Regions from separate parts of the Zea mays genome. Here region 1 is linked to region 2. A link is a contact called in public Hi-C data. All regions are on one chromosome and are shown on one strand. The core of a region is the stretch at or near the end of the contact, and the rest is flanking DNA. Distances in the headings are between cores, read along the strand shown.

What was found. Hi-C and Micro-C count contacts between places; a contact is called where the count stands out from the background.
Region 1: a Hi-C map of ear shows a contact between it and region 2, with 4 times the contacts expected there. The contact joins the enhancer-like site here to the promoter of LOC100216872 in region 2. A contact is called at or near these places in 3 of 25 Hi-C or Micro-C datasets (ear, tassel and an unstated tissue).

The regions. Positions count from the first base shown.
Region 1 is chr5:135,926,269-135,930,935 of Zm-B73-REFERENCE-NAM-5.0, reverse strand. It overlaps LOC103628471 (ADP-ribosylation factor GTPase-activating protein AGD3), which reads right to left. Exons shown (of 7, transcript XM_008648667.3): 5 at 4,441-4,530; 6 at 4,317-4,365; 7 at 1,852-2,075. The coding sequence ends at 1,852. Among protein-coding and RNA genes, the nearest start is that of LOC103628471, 51 kb to the right of the region's middle. Within about 2 kb of position 1,620, at least 9 of the 20 cell types and tissues checked have an H3K27ac peak or open chromatin away from gene starts, as enhancers often do. A contact at or near this core is called in ear and tassel, where this site is marked.
Region 2 is chr5:136,070,193-136,074,700 of Zm-B73-REFERENCE-NAM-5.0, reverse strand. It overlaps LOC100216872, which reads right to left and starts at 2,666. Exons shown (of 9, transcript NM_001143261.1): 1 at 2,381-2,666; 2 at 1,849-2,122; 3 at 1,425-1,502; 4 at 1,097-1,162; 5 at 329-394. The coding sequence starts at 2,640.

The DNA of each region.
Region 1 (4,667 bases), core at 371-2,870, 140 kb after region 2:
TTTATAATTTATATTCGTCTAGTTAGTCGTTGTTAACTCTCTTCTAATTGCTCACTTCATTGGTCGTGTTGTACCAAGACATATTGTATTGAGTAAACAATAACATAAGTTAGCCAAATTAAAAAAAATATTATACAGAGAGCGGAGACAATCAATAAAAAATATTGAGATCTTTTTGGTGGATACTTTACGTGTGTATTGTTGCAAGCCGTCGCAATACACAGGCAACCGACTAGTCGTTATTTGTGTACCACTCCCATGCATAGAACAAGTTTATGCGCTGGTTATAGTGATTTAGATCTCGAGATCTAGATGCACATTTGAAGAGTCCATCAAACACTCTCTCCGTTCACAAATATCTAATGTTGTTGAGTTTTTTTTTCAAAAACTTTAATCACTCGTCTTATTAAAAAAATGATTTGTTTTATCATTTAAGGTCGTTTGAGACTGACATAAAATTTTACATTTTTAAATAAAATAAGTGATTAGAGTTTTTTTTAAAAGTCAATAACGTTAATGTAACACCACGAGAACGAGTTTAAGAACACTAGGTACCGCAATATTTTAATCTTTGATTGTTATTGGTACCTTCCGGAAAAAGAGGCAGAATGTACTATGTGGGCCAGGGTACCCGACCTACGTATTGACGTATTGTGTAGCTACATATTTGTAGGATGCTACAAATTATGTGGTGCGCGCCTATATAGGAGCTAGCCCATCTCGTATGTGTGTCCATCCCATCGTCGGTAGTTACCTGTCGGCCCGGCGCTAGCTTGTGATGATTAGCCTAATCCTAGCTTGAGACCCTAGTGTATTATGCATATATAATAACGGAAATACTACCACGTCCGCCACATCATGCAATCGTCACACTGAAGTCATCATGCATGGTATATATATGTTGCGAAGAAATTAGCTACACTCGTGAGCGCCGTGCCCCCTTTTTTTTTTTGCTTGTTCAGCTTAATCGTTGTAAGAGATTACTAGTAATATATATAGGGATCAGTGCGCGCTCAATTAGGGCTTGTACAACCATAGAAAAACAGTTGTCTATATGTGTATATACAGACAATATAAATAATAAATCATACAGTAGGTTGCCTATTTATGTCGTATATAACACTTTTAATTCATGTGTGGAACAAGGACTATAGCAGTTATACCGTGGTTGTCTTAATTAGCGTCCACATTAGATTTTTTTATTTAATTGCTGCTTACGTGGCTGCTTAGAGACGATTGTATTTGATGTATGGCGCTGTACGTGGCCTTTTATATCGTTGCGTTGTGGTGCGCAATTTAGTATGTAGCCTCTAGCTCTCGGATCATTACTATCGATGAGCAAAATAAATTAAGCAAGTGAATGAGAAAAGTCTAAAGAAACCCGTTGTTTTAATTTGTAAAATGGGATCCCAGCTGCTAGTTCAGCCAGCCTCTGCACAAACTAGCTAGTAGCTACTGCCGAGTTGATGGAGAGAGAACATGCGATAAGTGCAGGAACAACGATTATTGGTGAGTTGACCAGACGACAAAATCTGCTTGCAGCAAGCAAGGGCCTGGCCGCCTGGGGTATATAGGTGGATCAGACCAACGGACTGTTCGTGCAGATAGCTATGTAGCTCAGGCACCCCTCGTCAAAAGGAGCTGAGCTAGAGAGAGAGAGAGAGGTGGCTGTGGCTGGCCTGTGCGGAAAGGAAACGGCCCTGATCGTCTCTGAGATTGTTCAGAGTTTCCGGGCCGGGCGGCCGGCCGTGTGTGGGCACGAGGGCATCATATGGTATCGATCATGGTGCGCGGCCGGCCGGAAACCGGGAAACGTACGCAAATGATCGTGCGCCGGCCGGTCGATCGGGCCTACCAATCAGCTGCCCTGGACTCGCGGTGATCGATATCTAACAGGCGCGCGTGCGCGCGCCAGTAGCAAGCACCACCACGCTGGCCATCGATCGGCCCGTCGAAGCCCGACGACGATGAGGCGCATATCGATCCGCGCGCGCGCGCAGGCGCTCGTCGACCGTGGTGGCGGCCGGCAGTTCGAAAACCATCCGTCTCACTAGCTCTCGTCTCGTTGTCAGTGCCTGCAGATAGATGGAACGGAACGCCGCATTCGCATGCGCATGCACTGCACATGTGTGTACAGAGAGAGGAGTACTAGCACTACTACTAGGCTCGTTTCCGTTCCTCTAGTTCTCCAGCTTGTTCGCTGCGGCTTGCTGCGGCTGCAATCCGGCTGCGGCTGCGGCTTCTACAGTATTTTTCTCTCTATGGATTGCAGCTGCAGCAATCCAAACAGCTGCAACAGTGTCGACTTGTAGCCAGCCGAACACGCCCTCATCGCAACCACAGCTAGCAGCAGTAGAGAGAGTCGATCTGCAGTCGCGCTCAGCCGCGGTCGATGAGAGTCTTGCTTCAAGCATCGTCATAAAATTAAAAAGGCAGCGTAGGACGGCCGGCCGACAGCGCGTGCCGATGACCATGATGGAATGGAACGCGGCCAAGGAACCAGCGACGACGTCGTGTGACCTGTCCAATCGTACGGAAGTGAGTGGGAGGGGAGACACCGAAAAAAATAAAATGCGTGTATAACCTAAAGAACTTAGAATGGTTTTCTAGATACAAGAGACAGTTAAGCGACCGCATGATACATATGGAGTGCGTCTCATGCAGAGTTGGGTGTTGGATCGGGGGTTTGATTGACGCGTGGGGGGGAGAGATTTGGCCTGGTGTATGGTGGGTAGAGATGGTAATGGATCACGATCCAAATGCTGCTTCACAATTTGTTAGGGGCCTAAATTATTTAGTTCAAAAATAAATATAAATCGAGTTCAATCCTAATCCGATACGATTCTTAAATTTTATAATGTAAAATGTAGAGCCCATTGTCACCCCTAATGGCGGGGAACACACCCAACCACATGTGCCTCGTTATTGTGCGCGAAACAGGGGATGACTGGGACTTCATGTAACTATTGAAAGCCCTAGGCTCCCAATATACCGACCCTAGATAGCATAAAATAGCGTAAATAGTTCACATAAATAGCACACCATAAATTGCAGCTCTGTTTTTTTTTGCACACATAGCGTAAGTAGTTCACAGAAATAGCAAAAATAGTTCATAAAGATACCATAAAAACCCACCTAGCCACTGGACCACGTCCACATGCACAAGTGCATGCATGTAGATTCTAATTTTATGATAGATCCGATAATTATGGCATTTCTTGGGAGTTTTAATTGCATGTCCGCAAATTTTGGATGATATTTTCGTTTCCACTGTATACACGCAAAAATTCGATGGCTCCATAAATATAGGATTGCGCGAACAACCATGCAGCTAAGCTCGTTAGAACCAATTTATGATATATACTGATACTAATTATGCTACACGGTGTAGTTATTATGTAATTCGGCACGCTGCGTAAAAATCTATTTCTTGTTGCATGCGCATAAAGTTAGGATGGTAGGAATGTGCGATGAAAGAAAATCGATTGGCATACATGGAAACAAAAAGTCTAATTTAAATGCATTATTTCCTCCATAGATATAGGATCGCTCCAGCAGTCATGCAGCTAGACTCGTTTAAACCAGTTTATAATATATACTGATACTAATTATGATACACGGTGTAGTTATTTATCAATATGGTACACTGCATAAAAATCCGGCATGAGGTTCACTGGTGGACGCATCTCCATCACTACGGCAGCTACAGTCATTTTCGGCGGCCTCTGGTCGCCGAAAATAGTGCCTATGCCGCCGAAACTAGCTTATTTTCCGTAGCTTTAGGCCTATTTTCGGCGGTCTCTGGCCGCCAGAAAAAATTAGCCGAAAATAACAATTTATTTTTGGTGGCCATGTGTCAGCCGCCGAAAATAGCTCATTTTCGGTGGCCGGCTCACTGGTTGCCGAAAATAAATTGTTATTTTCGGCGGCTGCCACTTGGCCATCGAAATAAAGGCCACCGAAAATATGCCATGATTATTTTCGGTGGCTACAAGTTGGCCACCAAAAATTAACAATTTCAAAGAAAAAAATGAAATAAATGCAAAAAAACAGCAATTTCAGCAACAATATAATCACAATAATATGATAGAAATAGTAATTCTAGAATTACACACATTTAGCACAAAGTATTGCAATTCTTCACAACCACATTGTAGTTCACCAAAATCAAGTTCACAGTTCACAAATGGTTCATAGTTCACCACATCACAGTTCATAAATACGTCACAAAGTCTATTATAACATAAAACAAACTCACAATTTGGCACAATACTCAAACCATCACATATCGGGGTCGTTGGAGTTGTGACCACTACCTCCAGAAGCGAACAACTCATTGACAAAGTCGTGTAACCGGTTTGGATTCTAAAGAAAAAGAAGACATTAATTACGACATTGTTTACATGACCACTATTCAAACAAATTGTTTGTCAAAATAACCTCTCCTGTAGTAGCTCCCTCCACTGCATAAGCTCCTCCTGGTGCTGGTATCACCAGTGGTGGTGTGTTGTAGCACATAACTCCGGATCCCTACAAAATCAAGTTTAGTCAAGATTTGAAAGGTTAATATAAATGACAAGTCTAAACTAAATTGAAGTACCTAAGGTGGAGGTGGCGGAGCATGTAATCCCCACTGAGGCATCGACGACTGAAATTGAGGAAAAACG
Region 2 (4,508 bases), core at 1,417-3,916:
GCGTCGTGGCGCTGCATACATTATCACCACCTAAGCCTCATGCATATGTCTGACATGTATTAAGTGCGTGTAGCTCTGAAGCCGCAGCAAGTTACTGTAGACTGTAGCAAATAGATAGACTGTAGTATTGTAAAGCAGCTCTCCAAAAAGTGCTTGGTGTTAAGTGCACACAAGTGTGAAAACAAACAACGGAACAATTACATTGCATGCATGCAAGGCAATGCTTTATCTATGATCCTTGTACTGTGCTACAGTTTGAGGCCAGGGCTGCAGGCATGGGCACGCATGGAGAGAGAGAGAAAGATGGTGTGAGAGAGAAGAGCTGGACCTCAATTTGACTATGGAGGAATCTGATGTACCCAATGGCTTCAAGGAGTACAGACGCTGTGTCAGTCTGCCACCAAAAAAGAGAGAAAGAGGTTAGCCATGTCAGGATCTCGTTTTTGTATCTTTGTCTGTAAAAATGGATCTTCTTTTACATGATGTGTAGCTAAGCATCAGAGTTAGAAAGAAGATGGCAGCATGCAAAAGACAATGATGCTTAGCTGATTCCAGTTAATGGTGGTGGTGGGGGTAATTTGAGGACTTTTGGCAGGTAGTAGTCTTTTGATCCACTCCAACATATAACTGATATGAAAATCCCCAAGCATATATAAAACATAAACATTTCCGGAAACTCTCTTTCATTTGAGTTGTTCAACTATAGAATTTCATTTTCTGTGCCAAGAAAAACAGGTTGTATGTACTGTGTGAAGGACCATTTTCTCTTTTTTTATAAGAGCAGGGCTTACACATTTTCTATTGGAGGTAGGGGAAAATGCTTTTGATACATACTTGTACAAAAATGTCTTCTCATCAGCTAGTTTTTTTGTTATACAATGTCTCACCTATTACCTATATATGCTTCTATGTTCATTCTGTACACACTTGCACAATCAACTTTGGTTGTTAGTAATTAATGGATGATATAGGCTGCTAGCTATTTTATCTGGTGTATATATACAAGGTCTAATTGACAATTAAATACAGACAAGGAGGGGTTCAAAAGGGCAGTAGTTTATTAGTGAAATTGATTCAATAATTTTGTGATATATACCTTTCCAAACGGGGAGACAAGCTGGTGGAGAGCAGTTATTCGATCCCCTAGCTTCTCCTTCCTCACCTGGAGCAAAAGAACAAGCAAAAGATACTAAAATTGCCATCATTCCAACCCCTGCCAATCTCACACACTCTGCCACCCCACAATGATTCCATGACTGTCCATTTCAGCTTGCATGCTTCAAAGCACTCTAGCTAGCTGCTAGCGACGAGTCTGGAATGGTGGCCCATGCATGCATTGCATGCTCATGGGAGGGAGAGAGAGAGAGAGAGAGAGAGAGAGAGAGAGAGAGAGAGAGAGAGAGAGAGAGAGAGAGAGGGATGACCTTCACAGTAGATTGAGCCGGGGAGGGTTCTTGGGTCCTAGCCTTCTTGAAAGCTGATCCAGATACTGTACTGATGCACTAGTGAAAACACAGAAAGATAGAGCAAAGTCATTAAACTTTCGATTCCACGCGTCTAATTTATTTATTTACTGCTCTTATCAGATAGCATGGTCATCTATATATGTGAATTAGCACTTCCATATATATGTAGATTTAAAGTAACCAAATCACCTCTGCCTAGTTTCTCTCTCAGTCTCAGCAGCTAGGTAAGCTTAAAGAAAGGCTTTTTTTACTCTTGAGTACATTAACAATTAACGCAGCGTCGTCTAAAAGCAGGCACGATGCATATGCACATGGATAAATCAGCTTTGCATCCTCCTCCAGAGAAACTGAGACTAAAAAGGGAACAGCTTTGCATCCCTACCTCACGTGGTGAACTGCTACTGTTGTTGGAGAACTCCAGCATGTTGCTTCCGGGAGAGGTCGTCGTCGCTGTGGTTCTGGAAGAAGACCTAGGAGAGGACGCTTTCTGCTGCTGCTGGAGTACGCTGCTGCTTCCCCATGGCAACTGGATCTCGACATCACTTGTGCTGCTCCCATGGCTAGCCGCTGCGGCACCGTAGACGACGTAGCTGCTGCCGCCGCCTCCGGATTCCGAACAAATCGTAGTTGGAAACGCCATCTGCTGGCTTTCCTTGCTGCTAGTAATTAACAAATCAGCAACGTAATCAGAGGTTAAAATGGTAGCACAGTTTACTGTTAACTGAAACATGTTATCATTGTATATTTCATGCACCACCACACATGCAGTTTTTTTTTTAAAAAAAAACATTTCTTATTATCTGCGCCAGGAGGAACAAAGAGATGTTGTTGCCTGTCACACACACACACATACTAGAGATTTGAGAGAAGGAGAGAGGGGGAATAGACTATGCAGAGTGAAATGAATTACGTACTGTATGAGCTGGCTCCAAGAATCCGGCTGGCCATGGCTACTTGTGATGCTGGTGTCGTGCTGCCACGGCGACGTGCTGGTGGTGGTAGGCAGCGGGTAGTGGTTCGAGAGCAGCAGAGAGGAGAAGGATTGGAGAGGCGGCGACGACGACGAAGAAGAAGAGGGCGCGGCGGCGGCGGTGCTGCTGCTGGTGGTTGTGGACGGCATGAAAAGAGAAGCGTGGTGCTGCTGCTCAAAGGGGGGCCTCAGCAAATTATTCATGCTCCACCATCCATGGCTATGGCCTGCCTCCCCCATCTCGCGCACTAGAGCCGCCGATGATTTGTGGACGACTCCCCTATCCATATTCTCCTCCCTCTGATCCCTCCCTCCCTCCCTCTCTCTCTCTCACTGTCTCACACACAAAGCAAGGACGTGCAGGGCACCTATTGCTTGCCCTCCTCTCTCTCTCTCTCTCTCTCTCTCTCTCTCTCTCTCTCTCTCTCTCTCTCTCTCTCTCTCTCTCTCTCTCTCTCTCTCTCTCTCTCTCTCTCTCTCTCTCTCTCTCTCTCTCTCTCTCTCTCTCTCTCTCTCTCTCTCTCTCTCTCTCTCTCTCTCTCTCTCTCTCTCTCTCTCTCTCTCTCTCTCTCTCTCTCTCTCTCTCTCTCTCTCTCTCTCTCTCTCTCTCTCTCTCTCTCTCTCTCTCTCTCTCTCTCTCTCTCTCTCTCTCTCTCTCTCTCTCTCTCTCTCTCTCTCTCTCTCTCTCTCTCTCTCTCTCTCTCTCTCTCTCTCTCTCTCTCTCTCTCTCTCTCTCTCTCTCTCTCTCTCTCTCTCTCTCTCTCTCTCTCTCTCTCTCTCTCTCTCTCTCTCTCTCTCTCTCTCTCTCTCTCTCTCTCTCTCTCTCTCTCTCTCTCTCTCTCCCTAGCTTTTGTGCACTCGTCGATCGATCGCCACCATCTCTTCGAACGCGAGCCCTTTACTTGCTGAGGTCAACCTCTAGACAGAGGTGAGAGAAAGCATATGAGACCTGTTTGGTTTAGCTTTTTTCTGACCAGCTTTTCTAAGAATCTAGCTGTGCGGAGAATCTGGCTGTGTAGAGAATCTGAGTATCATTAGGATTACGTGCGAATGAAGATAAAGTTGTCCATGTGGCTCAGGATCTATAAAGTGACGGATTACTACTATTGCGACGACTCAACCGATTATATGTTTATGTTGATTTTGAATGGTTTTTACCCAAACGAATTTTATAGAAGTTGGCTGAAAAGCTGAGTGTTTGGCAGTCCGCAGCAGCTTTTGGTGGCCAGAAGCTGCGAAAAGCCGAAACAAACAGGGGCATGGGCCTTTGGAGCAGGGGAGGAATCTCAAGCGTAGTGGCACTGGCAAGAAGAAGCTAGTGGAGGAGCTGAGTGGAAGGGGGTTTTGAAAGAGGGCATGTGTTTTATTTCGACTCCCCTCCCCCTACGACTTTACCGGTTTCCTTTTCCTTGGCTGCCCATTTTCTGCCACGGCCTCTTCGTTTCATTTCTTTTGCATTTGCATCCGCCTCCTTTTGCTTTTGAGAAGAAATGGGTCAGGAAAAAGTTCGCCCTGCGTCCAGGCTTTAAGGAAGAGCCTGATTAAAGGAGAAATAATGCATGAGATGCACCCATATATACAAATAAAAGCGGCTCTCTATACATATACATAAACTAGGAGAGTACCCGTGCGTTGCAACGGAACATATAATATCATAATAACTTATATACAAATTGTGTCCTATATTGTTATAAGAAGATATTTCATAATCCATTTGTGATCCTAACCATACATAAATTTTGTTATTTTAATTTAGATGTTTCACTACTACATTGCAACCATCAGTATCATGCAGACTTCGATATATGCCACGATTTGCATGGTCTCATCATTGGAGAGCACGTGCCACACCTACCGGTAGAAGTTTTCTCGTACATCATCAGTCATCAGACACGCACCATCATACACGCTTGCTTAAATAAAAAGGCAAGTGTATGTGTTTGCGAAGAGAATTAAATACAGACCAACACAAAAGCTACCCCGACGATGGCGAGTGGTCATTGTTGTTGGTCCTCCTCTGCGTCACCTCTAGTGCCAAGATGACGCCACAGTCCTTGATATAGTAGTCGCCG